Regions from separate parts of the Sus scrofa genome. Here region 2 is linked to region 1. Evidence: chromatin contacts called from public promoter capture Hi-C data. All regions are on one chromosome and are shown on one strand. Each heading gives the region's core, a stretch centred on a gene start, on an enhancer-like site or on the middle of the called end of the contact. The rest is flanking DNA. Distances are from core to core; before and after follow the strand shown.

What was found. Promoter capture Hi-C pulls out the DNA fragments that hold promoters and counts their contacts.
Region 2: a contact with region 1 is called in a promoter capture Hi-C map of fetal liver, with 2.5 times the contacts expected there. The contact joins the promoter of SPATA33 here to the promoter of DEF8 in region 1. A contact is called at or near these places in 2 of 5 promoter capture datasets (fetal liver and liver) and 1 of 2 datasets of contacts at active chromatin or transcription factors (alveolar macrophages).

The regions. Positions count from the first base shown.
Region 1 is chr6:158,990-162,286 of Sscrofa11.1, reverse strand. It overlaps DEF8 (differentially expressed in FDCP 8 homolog), which reads left to right and starts at 1,351. Exons shown (of 12, transcript XM_021097025.1): 1 at 1,351-1,433.
Region 2 is chr6:350,488-353,397 of Sscrofa11.1, reverse strand. SPATA33 (spermatogenesis-associated protein 33) reads left to right here and starts at 1,411. Exons shown (of 3, transcript XM_013994369.2): 1 at 1,411-1,776; 2 at 2,134-2,298. The coding sequence starts at 1,416. CHMP1A (charged multivesicular body protein 1A) reads right to left here and starts at 1,520. Exons shown (of 7, transcript NM_001243360.1): 1 at 1,411-1,520. The coding sequence starts at 1,417.

The DNA.
Region 1 (3,297 bases), core at 102-2,601:
GACAGACGGGGCTTCCTCAACTCCTGCACCGCTGCTGAGCAGCCCCGCTGGGCCTCCGGTGTCCTCAGTGAGAGGGAAGAATTGGAGCACCTTCTCCCCTCGCGAGCTGCGAAGGCCACACGGGGTCAGGTAGCTGGAAGCTGACTGCACAGAGGTCCCCTCTTCCTTTTTCCCTCAGCTCCCAGGGTTTAAAAGAAGATTAAATGCCAATTTTGTTTCTAGCCGTGCCCACGGCATGTGGGAGTTCCCGGGCCAGGGACTGAACCTGTGCCACAGCTGTAACCGGAGCCACAGCAGTGACCGCCACAGGATCCTTACCCTGCTGAGCCACAGGGGAACTCCTAAATACCAGCTTTTTTAAAAAGAACGTTTGCTTTTGATTTAAATTAGGACTTTTGTGATTAAGGAAAAATCTAGAAAATGCAGTCCCCTTCTTTACCATTGTGAATAAAAAATTAATCAGGAGATGTGAGAAAGAAGTTGAATTTTTTTTTTTTTTTTTTTTTTTAGGGCCTCACTCTTGGCATATGGAGGTTCCCAGGCTAGGGGTTGAATTGGAGCTGCAGCCGGCAGCCTACACCCCAGCCACAGCAACTCGGGATCCGAGCCGAGTCTGCGACCTACACCACAGCTCACGGCAACGCCAGATCCTTAACCCACTGAGCGAGGCCAGGGATAGAACCTGCAACCTCATGGATACTAGTCGGATTCGTTTCCACTGAGCCACGATGGGAATTCCAAAAAGCTGGAAACTTTATTCGAGCCACATTTGAGAATTATGACCTGGGAAGAGCATCTAGAAAGCTCTGAGGACAGTTCTGCCCATTAGAAGTCAATCGGTTATGGCAGTTTTTTACGACAGAGGGCTGGACATCAAATGACGTATTACTGACACTTGGCACAATCCAGATCTGAGCTCCTGATGCTGGAGCTGGGAAAACGTGGCTGTTGGTGGCTGAACAGGCATTCCTGCCATGTGGGCGGGGCGGGGGGGCGGGGGGGTGCAGAAATGCAGGTCCTCCGGGCACAGCGAGGGGCGAGAGGCCCAAGGGCAGAGCGGCTGTTGAAATTTTTCTTGTCTTGCCATGACGTAGGAATTTTATTTCACACCATCTATTTTTTTGCTTTCTGGGCCTGCACGTGCAGCGCATGCAGCTTCCCCGGCCAGGGGTCGAGTCTGCATCGTCATGGGCCCGCGTCGGGTTCCTAGCCCGCCGAGCCCCAAGGGGACTTCCTCTTGCCCCCGGTCCTGAACAGCGGGACCCCGCGGGCCCAGTTCCCGGAGTGGGACGTGCGGCCTCCGCGTCGGCTGGGGGTGCGGCCTCCGGCTGCCGTGCGCCTCCGGGCCGCAGGCGGCAGCAGCGGGCGGCGGCGGCTGCAGCGCAGCGAGGGCGCGGCCACCATGTAGCGGGGGCGGTGGCGGCGGCGGTCAGGTGAGCGCGGGGCGGGAGGCGCGGGCCGGGGCCCGGGGCGCCGGCCTGGAGCCCGGGGCGGGGGGGCTCTCCCGCGCGGACGCCGGGGCCCCGGGACCCGCCGAGGCCCCGCCGGAGCGCACAGCGGGACTCTGGGCCGCCAGGCCCCTCCCCGGGTGGCACAGGGGGCTGGTGACCTCAGCTGTCTCCACCCTGCTCCGGCGGGGTTTGGTGGACGCGGCCACCCCAGGTGACACTGTCACTGCTTCCGGCTGTCGACACGCGTTGTCGTAGGATCTGTGAGGCCCGGGGCGTGGGGGGGTCCCCGAGACAGGGCCACCCTGTGCTGGGGGCCGGGCCAGTCTGTGAAATGGGCGGGGGGCGCAGGGTCCTGGGCGTGTGTGTTGTTGTTGTGGGGGAAGGGTGGGGCTGTCCTCCTCGAGGAGGTGGCGCAAGGCTTCGGTGACTCAGGCTCCTTAAAGGGACAGTAACACAGGCCCTGCGCCCGGAGCGGTCCCGGTGGGCCTCCTTCCAGGTGTGAGCAGGTAGGAGCCCGGGAGCCCCTGGTGGCAGCAGGGGTGATGACAGGACCTCTTGGAGCCCGGCGCCTGGGTGTGGGAGGCTGATGCAGGTGCCCCAGAGCCCTGGGCTTCATTCTGAGGTTTCCTTTAAAGCAAAGTCAGTGGAGTCCACACCCCCAGAGAGGCGGTCTCTGGAGGGGGCCGAGGACTGGTGTCCTTTCCTCTGAGTGTCCACCTTCCTGCCTGCCCCTGGGAGACCCGGCCTGAATTCCGGGTGCAGGGCTTGTTGTGGGGCGTGCCTGGTGGGGTGGTGAGGGTGGTGGTGCTTCCTGCAGAGGCAGCCCCCACGCCCTCATTGCTGGGCCCATGTGTCAGTGGCCTCCTTCTGCCCTGGACTGTGCACTTTGGCAGGGGGGAAGCAGGCTGGGAGAGATGGGCAACCCCACTTCTCTGCCCTCCTCGGCCTCCACATCCCTGCTGACTGCCCGTGGCGAGGTTAATGAAAGCTGCTTTTCCTGAAGGAACTGGAGCCCCAGGAGCCCTGCCGGGAGTGGGGAGGTATTCCTTCTCAGAGCTTCTCTGGCCATTTATGTATTTTTAATTTAATTTAAAAAAATGTTGGCTATGGCCTGCAGTGGTAGCTTTTTTTGATGTGGGCTCTCAGTTCCCAGACCAGGATTGAACTTTCAGGGAGAGGGCTGGGTCCTAACCATGAGGCCACCAGGGAACTCCCCTGGCCATATTTTAAAATGCTGGGAGGTTTCTCAGGGGAACCCCCCCCGCCCCCCACCTCAGTCTCCTGGGGTCGGGCTGCTCGTCACATGGTGTCAGACACAGTTTCCTCTACAGCGACTTTGGGTTTTGGGCTTCACTGCCACATATGCCAGTCCTTTTAGTTCTGCCCCCACTCCGGGCGGGAGGCAGTGTGTTTTCCCTTATTTATGGCAAGAGACAGCATTGAATCAGGCCAGTCTGATTCTTAATATTGACGTTGATAACAGCAGATGGCAGCTGGTATTTATTTTTGGCCAAGGTACTGAGAACTTTGTACTGACGAATTTAATCTGTAACCCTGTGCGGTGAGGACTTATTTTCCCCATTCGAACATGAGAACTCCTAAGCAAAGCCAAGCGTTCCCTGGTGTCTCCGTGGGTTGAAGATTTGGTGTTGTCACTGCTGTGACTTGGGGTTTCTGCTGGGATGGGGGTTCAGTCTCTAGCCAGGGAATTTCCACATGACATGGGCATGGCATCAAAGTAAAAAAATAAAAAGAAAAGCTAAGAAAGGTTTAGGCCTTTGCCCAAGGTCACACAGCTTGGAGCTGACGGAGCTGCGATTTGAAGAGGGGCCATTTGTCTTATTAC
Region 2 (2,910 bases), core at 162-2,661, 190 kb before region 1:
TCCCAACAGTTTATTTTTTATATATTCTTTTCTTCCCAAAAGCAAATGGATCAAAACAGCAGGATGGGGAGTTCCTGCCGTGGCTCAGTGGCTAAAGAACCCAACTAGGATCCACGAGGTTGTGGGTTTGATCCCTGGCCTTGCTCAGTGGGTTAAGGATCCGGAGCTGCTGTGGGCTGTGGTGTAGGTCGCAGACACAGCTCAGATTCTTCATTGCAGTGGCTGTGGCTGTGGTGTAGGCTGGCAGCCGCAGCTTCGACTGGACCCCTAGCCTGGGAACCTCCATATGGCCCGGGTACAGCCTTTAAAAAGACCAAAAAAAAAAAAAAAAAAAAAAAAAAAATCCTGTTCTAAATTTGGAGACTAATTCCTGAAAGGGTTTACCACACTAACCCAGAATGAAGAACGAAAATCCTCTAGCCGGAATCTGGAACCAGAAAGGCACGTCAGGTGTGCCAGCTGAGAGCTCAGGGGAGTTTCAGGTCTGTTTGGGCACCCATCACCCATCCGTGCAAGTCCGGTCAAGGCCAGAGCCATCTGTGCCCCCTGAGCACAGGTGGCAGGCCATGTACAGACAGCAGGGAGAGCAAGGCTGGACTGGGTGTGGCCCGGACTTGAGCGGGAGGGAAAGAGTCTGAAGGGCAAAATCGGACCCGGAGAAAAGAGTTACGGGGAAAACACAACGCCTGTGTGTATGTGCGCTGGGCCGGGGCGGGACATTTCACAACCTCTATCACACCAGCCCTTAAACCTTCGAGAAAGGTAGGTACCCTCACTGTCACTGATTCTTCCTGTTTCTTGAACAGAGCAGGGCAGAGGGTCCTGAGGTGGTGCTGCGGGCAGTGGAGGGAGGTAGGAGGGCGCCAGGCTGCCCGGAGTCTGTGCCTGCACGGACACTGTCTCAACCCGTTTTCCCATCTGCAGAATGGGAGTGTACAGTTCCCATCAAGAGATGTTTTGCCTGGCTCATGACGACTGCTTCCGTCCTGAGCTCTTCCTATTTCCCTTCCCGGTGTTCTGGGGGCAGAGGTGCAACTGTCTCCTTTTCCGCGGCGCTCTGGCCGGCATCTCAGGGCCCCCAAGGGCCGATGTCCCCCGCCAGGGCCTTGGATTGGGGGATGGGGGAGATAGGAGGGGCAGGGGCAGCCGGCCGCCGAGGAGGGGGTCAGGGATCGGGGTCCCCGGTGGAGGCTCCGGGCTCCAGGGTGGGGATCGGGGTCTGGGGTTGAAGTCCTGAGTCGAGGCCCCGGGATCCACGGTCGGGGATCGCGGTCCCGGGAGGAGCCGCCGGCGTCCGCCGTCGGGGAGCGGGACCAGGCCTGGGATCGAGGCCACGGGCGCCCGCCTGAGCCTCGCCCGCGGGAGAGGCGGCCCCGCCCCGCACGCCCCTGGAGCGAGGCGGCCCCTTACCGTCCATGGCGGGTCCGGCAGCGGCAGGCCTGGCGGGAGCGGCGGGACGGGAATCTCCCAGCGGCGTCGAAGGAGCCAACCGGCGCAGGCTGGCGGCCGGGCGGGCACTTCCGGGTCGCCTCCCCTTCCGGCGGCCGGGCCCTCTCGCGAGAGCGCGGCCCCTCCCGAGGGCCGCGGCGTTGCCATGGAGACCACCGGGCCCGCGCCGCCGCCGCGGGGCCACTGTGAGTCAGCCGGCTGAGCGCCGCCGAGGGGCTCAGCCGGCGCGGGTGGCCGGCTCACCTATGGGACTTTGCGGAAGCAAACACAGGAGTCCCTGCTGTGGCGCAACGGGGTCGGTGGCGTCTCTAGCGCGCAGGGCCGCAGGTCCGGTCCCCGGCCCGGCAGAGTGGGTCCGGGATCTGATATGCCGCGGGGGCGGCCAAAAAACAAGCAACCCTCCCCCCCAAAAAAAACAAACACAAACCTGGGAAAGCGAAGGTGAAGGGCCGCCCGCCCGCCGTCCCTCGTCGCGGCCCCACCCGCGCAGGTCCTCCTGCCCCGGGTCCTCCCTGACGACCTGACAGGCTTCGGGGAAGTATACACGTGTAGGGAAGCGGAGTGACCCATGTCTTTCAGGCTATCTTATTTCATTCTGGACCAAAGCAGGAAACTGAGGAAGGATGGGCCGCGTTGCCCTGGACTCAGGAAAATATAGGTCTAATTAAGATCCGTCTATTTCAGGTGAGGAGCCGGAGAGACACATCTATTCAATCCCCAAGGCTAAGGAAAGGCTGATGGACAGGCCCTCCCCAGAGCCTGAGAGGCCTCCAGACACTGAGCCTTTGGAGAGCCCACAGCAGGAGAAAGAGGCAGCTGAGCAGGAATGGCCTGTGTCTGAAGTCCAAGGTAGGACACGCCCAGGAAGGGACAGGAGGTTTGTGACTCAAGGAGTTTGGAGATGGGTCTGAGTGAAGGGATGCTGGAGTCAGGGGGCGGGTCCTCATGACAGAAGGGTTTTGAGGTCCTGGATCCAGGAGGTGGACATCCCGAATCCTAGATGGAAGGTGTCAGTTCGAGAAAGGTTTAGGTGCGCTCCCGAGTGACGGGTGCCCTCCCCAGTCAGGAGGGCCTGGCCAGGAGTTCCTGCTGTGCTGAAAAGGAATCAGTGACGCTTATGCAGGACCAGGACACAGGTTCAATCCCTGGCCTGGCACAGTGGGCTAAGGGTCCGGTGTGGCTTCAGCTGCGGCTAGGTCACAACTACAGCCCAGATCTGATTCCTGGCCTGGGAACCCCACATTCAGGGCGGCCAAAAAAGAAAAAAAAAAAAAAAGAGCCTCACTGTGTGCCATGCAGGTCTGCCTTCATCCAGAGGGTGGGACGCCTGTGGCCCCACGGTCACCCCTCCTGCATCCCACAGGCTGGAACACAGCGGGAAGGCCGCTCCATGGAGCACAGCCCTGGGTGAGAAGGGGTGTGGGCGCTCTCTGCCTGGGCCAGGGTCACGGAGGAAAGGAC